Regions from separate parts of the Mus musculus genome. Here region 1 is linked to region 2. A link is a contact called in public Hi-C data. All regions are on one chromosome and are shown on one strand. Each heading gives the region's core, a stretch centred on a gene start, on an enhancer-like site or on the middle of the called end of the contact. The rest is flanking DNA. Distances are from core to core; before and after follow the strand shown. Region 1 has its middle 470 kb from the start of Gm38772. Region 2 has its middle 24 kb from the start of Mir6370.

Evidence for each region. Hi-C and Micro-C count contacts between places; a contact is called where the count stands out from the background.
Region 1: a Hi-C map of cerebellum shows a contact between it and region 2, with 2.3 times the contacts expected there. The contact joins two enhancer-like sites.

What each region holds. Positions count from the first base shown.
Region 1 is chr6:20,501,185-20,504,557 of GRCm38.p6, reverse strand. No RefSeq gene overlaps it. Among named protein-coding and RNA genes, the nearest start is that of Gm38772, 470 kb to the left of the region's middle. Within about 2 kb of position 2,022, at least 2 of the 459 cell types and tissues checked have an H3K27ac peak or open chromatin away from gene starts, as enhancers often do. A contact at or near this core is called in cerebellum, where this site is marked.
Region 2 is chr6:19,577,857-19,581,251 of GRCm38.p6, reverse strand. No RefSeq gene overlaps it. Among named protein-coding and RNA genes, the nearest start is that of Mir6370, 24 kb to the right of the region's middle. Within about 2 kb of position 1,556, at least 2 of the 459 cell types and tissues checked have an H3K27ac peak or open chromatin away from gene starts, as enhancers often do. A contact at or near this core is called in cerebellum, where this site is marked.

The DNA.
Region 1 (3,373 bases), core at 773-3,272, 920 kb before region 2:
GCAAGTCACACTGGTGACTCTTCAGAACTCTACAGTTAGGCCCTACTGCTGAAGATGCCACACATACTTGAGTCATAGAAAATTGAGAAATCAAGCTGTTACTCAGGTGGAAGTTTCTTTCTTACTATTAAGCTTCACAATACTGGCAAATACTGAGAACACTGGTAGATACTGCGAACACTGGTAAATACAGTGAACACTGGTAGACACTGTGAACACTGGTAAATACAGTGAACACTGGTAGACACTGTGAATACTGGTAGAGACTGTGAACACTAATAGAGAAGAAAAGTAACGATCAGTCTCCTCCAGATGTGAATTCTGTGAGCTATAAAAGTGATTGTCTAGGCAAGACATGACCACTGATTCAATAGTATCAAGAATGTTATAGGAGCAATCAGGTATTACTACTTCCTGATTAAATCTGAGGCCTGCTGTATAAGATGAAACCCATCTTATGTGTTTTTAATAGGGCAAAGGACCTGTAACTAGGGAGGCTCTAGGTCCTGGAGAAATACCTAATATGAATATTCTTCTAAACGAATATATTACTAAATCAACAACATAGATGCACAGAGAGGGGGAAGGGAAAAGAAGTGGGAGAGAAAGAGAGAGAGAAAGAGAGAGAGAGAGGGAGAGAGAGAGAGAGAGAGAGAGAGAGAGAGAGAGAGAGAGAGAGAGAACAAACTACTGAGTCCATTAATCACTGCACTTGTGTCTAGCATTGAACAGGTAGAATTTGGTTATCTCTGTAGAATCTTCTTCCAGGGTGAAACTGATTCTCCATCTTTAGCTGCAATTAGTACTTGTAGCTCTTCATCTAAGGAATTAATAAAAATCAAGAGAGTATATTTTCAGGATTTTTAGGGGACTTTCAGGATAGCATTTGACATGTAAATGAAGAAAATATCTAATTAAAATTGAAGAAAAAGATATTGACACTTTTATTCTTATGAGAATGCATCTAATGGCCTACATATTTATATTTTGAGATAGAACAAAATAGAACTTCTTATTTTATTTACTATTAATGTAAGCACGATTTCCAAGATAATGCATAAAACTTTTGTTAGAACATAACCATCCACTTATGACATTTTTCTTTGTGGTAGAATCAGATTAGAAATAACCAATCTTATGAATACAAGTTCAATTTAATTTTATTTTAAGTATCTTGAATATTTTAATATACTATGGTCTTGAAAATGGTCAACAGTAATAAAATTTATTTTCCCACAAAACTATTATATTGAGAAATATTTACTGGGATATGCTGTTCTGTAGCATTTTAAATTTTATAGAGAAAAAGAGAGATTGGTTATTAGAATAAATAATTATAAAATGACTAATGAATGAAGTGAATGAAGTTACAATATAACTTGGTACGAATGTCAGGATTTGGACATTTAGAAATTATAGAATATGTTCTGTTAAGAGGAGATTACTAGTCACCTATATTTAAACCACTTATCATATATTTTTTTCAATTGTTAGTATAAAAAAACAAGAAAAATGTAAACTCAATGAAAATTCATGTCTAAAATAATGTTGAGGACAGTAGAAAAACAGGAAAACATGTTTTTACTTCAGTTACCTGATGTAATTGAAGGCAACAGGAACAATATGGGTCTGAGAAGCAAGCATAAGGCAAGAAGACAGAAACTGGGCGCCAGCTTGAGAGTGACGTACTAGAGAATAATTTTTGCCCCTTAGTGTTTGTGACACTCAGGAACTTCCAATTACACCAACTGTTTCTGCTCAGGCAGGTCGTTTGCTTCATCAGAATATAGACAATGCTCATTTCCCTCATATTAATGAGGTAAACACCAACTTAAAGATTGCATTTGAGGATGTAGTTGGAACTTCTGTGATTTATTTTAAACAAATAAACTAAAGTTGTCTGTTATAATTTCATATTCTATAAATCAATAAGCCACATTTTTTTCCTATTGCTAGAGTAAACTTTCAGGGGTGTGCTGTGTGTGAAGTTACTGTCACCCCAGGGCCATCTGGATAGTCAGATGTCAGCTTTCTCTTTTTGTCAGAAAATTTATTTTTATGTACGAAGGAAGTGAGCATTGCTTGCAAACCTTCAGAGATAAGATTTTTAGCCCTTGTCGGAGTTCTCCTTTAATAATACCCATCTTCTGTATTTCTTTCTATCAATTTCATATTCCCTTCTCATCTAGAGAAGTTGAAGATGAATCAATGGCTTGCAGAAAATCATTTTATTCTGACTATAATGAAAAAGGAAATTAAGATATTTAAAATACATGGTGTCAGGGAAGATCAATCCAGGATATGAATATATGCTTAGTGACTTGTAAGATACATGACACTGAAAGTAATTTCCTCCTTTCTTTCATTTCAGTTTCCATGTGTCTGTGAGTCCAATTGCTCTTATGAGAAGTTGTAAGACAATGCATTTGAAGCAGCAAACACAATAAGAAGATGTCTTACAAGTCCCATTGCTAGCCCGTTGGGTCAGACAGAAGCCACATCTTAGCCTGCAAACTCAACAAGAGAACCAAATATATCCTCTTCCAATACTCGTTCTTGAATGCACAATGAAGCCACAGAAAAAAATCCCTAAATATTTGTAGAGAGAATTTATAGAAGATTCAACTTTAATTCAAATTTAGAAAATATTTCTGTTCATTCTCTGAGTTTTATTTGATAAACTTGTCAACTTTACTGATTTTGTTTGCTTTCTGTTTTTTGTTTGTTTGTTTTGTTTTGTTTTGTTTTGTTTTGGATACTACACAAAAGCAGCAGTCATGATTACAATATCATCTATTTCCTATGCTTCTATTTTAGGGGCATAGAGCATATAAGCAAGTCTAGGTAAGTATTTGGGGAAAAAATAAGTTAACACTTAAGAGTCATTCCTCAACTTGGGGGGCTCGTTGTAATTCTTGTAAGTTCAGCTATTAGCCTGTTTGATTAAAATGATTTGTGAATATTTGATTGAATATTCCAGAAACTTCCCCTATTTGAATAGAGAACATAGTCTTCCAAACAGTTCTTTTTTTCTGCCCCATTATCTCTTTTTTTAATTATATTTCAATGTGTACTTATGTAAATGAAAGTGTTTTGCCAAACCTTTGCTACAGACGTTGATTTTTCTAGAACTGTCAAGAATTAATTATTGAAAAAAAGTTTTAAATGGCTTGCAGTAGAAACATTTTTAAATCCTGTCAGTCACATATTTTCCAGTAATATGCCATGTAATATGTTTCAGCATATTGTGATGTGTGGTTAAGAGAAAACACGTGAATATAATGATAATAATTTTAAAAGATGTACTCTAGTAGCTCCACATAATGTTTAATTCACAATTTCAACCATAATTTGGGAACATGTAGTATTTTCT
Region 2 (3,395 bases), core at 307-2,806:
GTGAGGTGAATTAACCTGCTTAACCACCCTTTATAAGTTTCCTAAGTTTCCCCAGAATGAAGAATGTAAGGAAAGAAGTAATTTCAATAGCTATCAAACAGTATATCCATACTTAACAGTTCCTTTTACATTTATTTTCCTAAATTCAAATTGCCTTTATCAAGCAAGATTAGAGAGAACTGGTGCTTTTTATCCTGAGCAACCAATCACTATATAATTCTCTTGATATCACTGTAACTAGAATTCTTAACATTAGAAAATATAGCCAATACCTGATAAATACTTAGTGAATGACTAATGTCTTGAGGCAGATTATAACATTTCTAACAACTGTGGTTTTGATTAGAAAGAAAGAGATGCAAATGGCTCTTTTCTGTCCTTTACTTCTTCTCCAGCATGGCCACTACCACTAAATCAGCATCCTTAAATACACTGTTTTATTATCATCCTGAAGTAGAAAAATAAATATGAAAGAACATGGTTTTGTCAACTACAGCTCACTTCTCAAACCATTAGAAATTGTAAGATGATCTTAACTTTTTTCTCCCAGATGCAGTTTAGTCTCCTATGGGATACTGATACTGTTGAGTGAAGTAAAAAATGTTTCACTACTAAATTTGTGTTGTTTATATTCCCTGAGCAAATTCTTCAACAGTAAGAATACTTTCAAGATGATATAAGTACTCTACAGATAAGTATTGATCACTTACAATATAAATGCACAGAAGGGCCAGGACTGATGCACAATGCTGCATTCTGTGTTCTTGAATGAAAAACACTAAAAAGTACAAAGCAATCAAGGGAAGAGAAAGGGGATGGCAATCTAGTCATTCAAAGACAGCCAAAGACCAGAAGGTAACTCCTTTCCTATGTTCACTTTGGAGAGGGGATCAAATCTGTTCCCCTTTCCAACTTGTTTTTCTCTTCTCTACAATGAAGACAAATGATGTATAGCTATTCAAATCTGCAAAAAGATGTAAATCAGAAACAAGTATGGATGATACTAATTTGGAAACTGAGCTCATAGCCAATTCATATACTGATACATTGCTTAGGAGGCTTCTGGCTCACAGGGAAAGTCAGAGTGAGGTAGAACACCTACAGAGAGGATCTTTGGAAAGGGAAGCAAGTATAGGTGACCACGCCCTTATTCTTCCAGAAGGATGCAGGCCTGATAAAGAGGGAAGGCATATGCTCTCTCCATGCATTTGGGAGTGGCAGGGATATTGGGGAAAGCTTGGGGTACAAAAAGCCCTGAAACACTCTCTAAAGAGCTAACCTGTATGGGATTGGATTCATCCTATTCAAGCATATTGGCAGGTTGATCACAGTGAAAGTTTCACATTGAAAGAAAATATTGAGAATATTTATCATGACTGAGAAAGGAAAAAAAATAATCTAGTGTAACATATTGTGCTGGAACCTGGTATAAAATATTCGTAATGATAATTAGGAAACAGAGGAAATGGAAAAGAATTCATCCTGAGGGTTGTTGACAATAGGGTTTGTAGCAGAAGCAGCAGCTGCTCCAGCCTGTGGGGATCCCCCCAGGGGACAAGGTTTTGATGGAGTCCTAGTGAACATTTCCAACCAAGAAGTGTAGTCATTTAATCCAAGCCTGATCCTTGGAACCTGGACCATTGCCACAGATCAAGCAACTGTCATTTGGCAGTTGTACCTGATGCAACTGCCTGCTGGGTACCTTCCTGTGTTATTTACTTCCCATGTAGTAGGCTTGGTTTGCTGGCAAACTCCTTGCTCAGTGTAATTCCTGGATTTGATGTCCTGGCTTCAAATGACAATGTCCATAAATCTGGCTGACAACACTTCCAGTTTAGAGATTAGGAGTCTATGAAAGAGGAGGAGACAGGTAATTGTCATCACTGGGCAGCAAATAAACACTTTTAAGCAAAGCTAACAGTTCCTTTGGCACCACATTAAAGCACAAAGAAAAGCTGTTCAGGCAATAATGCAAGCCACTGCACCTGAGCAGTTAAAAATTTGATGGCTTATAGAAACCTGACACATACACACACACACACACACACACATACACACACACACACACACACACACACACACACACACACATATATATACAGAAATGTTAGTTTCCATTGATAGCAGTTGCTAGCTTATAACTTCATAGTTTATGTAGAGTAATAAGAAAATATGTGTTTACTAATTGATTTAGAGGTTCACAGGAGTCTTGCAAAATGTAAGTAAAAAGTACATCAAATAAGAAATCAAATATGTGTTTTGGCTTAAAGACAGGGGCAGGATTGAAACTTTTGGACTAACTCCCAGCCTATACAGGATTAGCTGTGTGAACTTGCTCAGGTTCTAACACTCCATTTCTTTACCTATTACATGGTGGCAACAATTCTACCCATGACATCATGTATTTTTAATTTATTTGTTTAACATGGTTACAAGGTTTAGTTTACCTCACCTCATCTACCTAAATGTCTGTTAGAGGGATGTCTGAATTTAAATCAGTAGTGATTATGCCTCAAGTTCACAAACTGCTTAGGTGAATATATTTTTCCACATTAGTATATCAATTTACATTCAAGGAATATTACTTTTAACATACAAAGGAAACTTCTGGCATAATCTAGGGAATATTTTTAATTCATGGTAAGATGTCATATGTCATTATGTATGTGCATTTATTAAACTAAAAAGAGCCACATTCCATTTTTTAAAATTATGACATTTACTGAAGGACTGAGTTAGTACTATAGCAATATGGCCTGTTTGTGAAGGTTAAATTAATCATCAAACCAAAATTATTGATTCCTAATTAATAGAATGGTGGGCCTTTTGTTAAAAGGTAACACCAAGAGTCAGTAGGTAAATCTAAATCCATATCAAATGATATGCCATCTCACTTGAGTTAAACAAATTAAGACCCAAAATATGAGAAATTCTGTGAGGATTCAGAGAAAGGAGAATAACTATACTGTTGACACCGAAAAGAGAAAAAAAACTAGTAAAATACCATTAGAAATTCCTGAAAAGGCTCTATAGACTTTTGTACTATTTTCCTATACTTACTAAAGTTTGCATATCCTATTTGACAAAGGGCTATATGGACCATTTATTCATTTTTTTTTAAATTAAAGCATGTGCTTTTATTTTTGTTGTTGAGTTATTTGTTTGTTTTATTCACTTGTTTGTGTTTTTTTATGAATTCTGGATATTAAGTCTTTGCTAGATAATAATATGAAAGTGTTTTCCCATTATTCAACTTGTAACTTCATAATATTCATTTCATTTTGTTTTGTTATATTTTGCTATAAAGTGGAAGACAAAGTGTCTAAAGGTATGTCAGCTTGGGTCTGGAACTTCAGTTCCATCTTCTAGATCACCTTGTCTATTTTTGTGTCAAT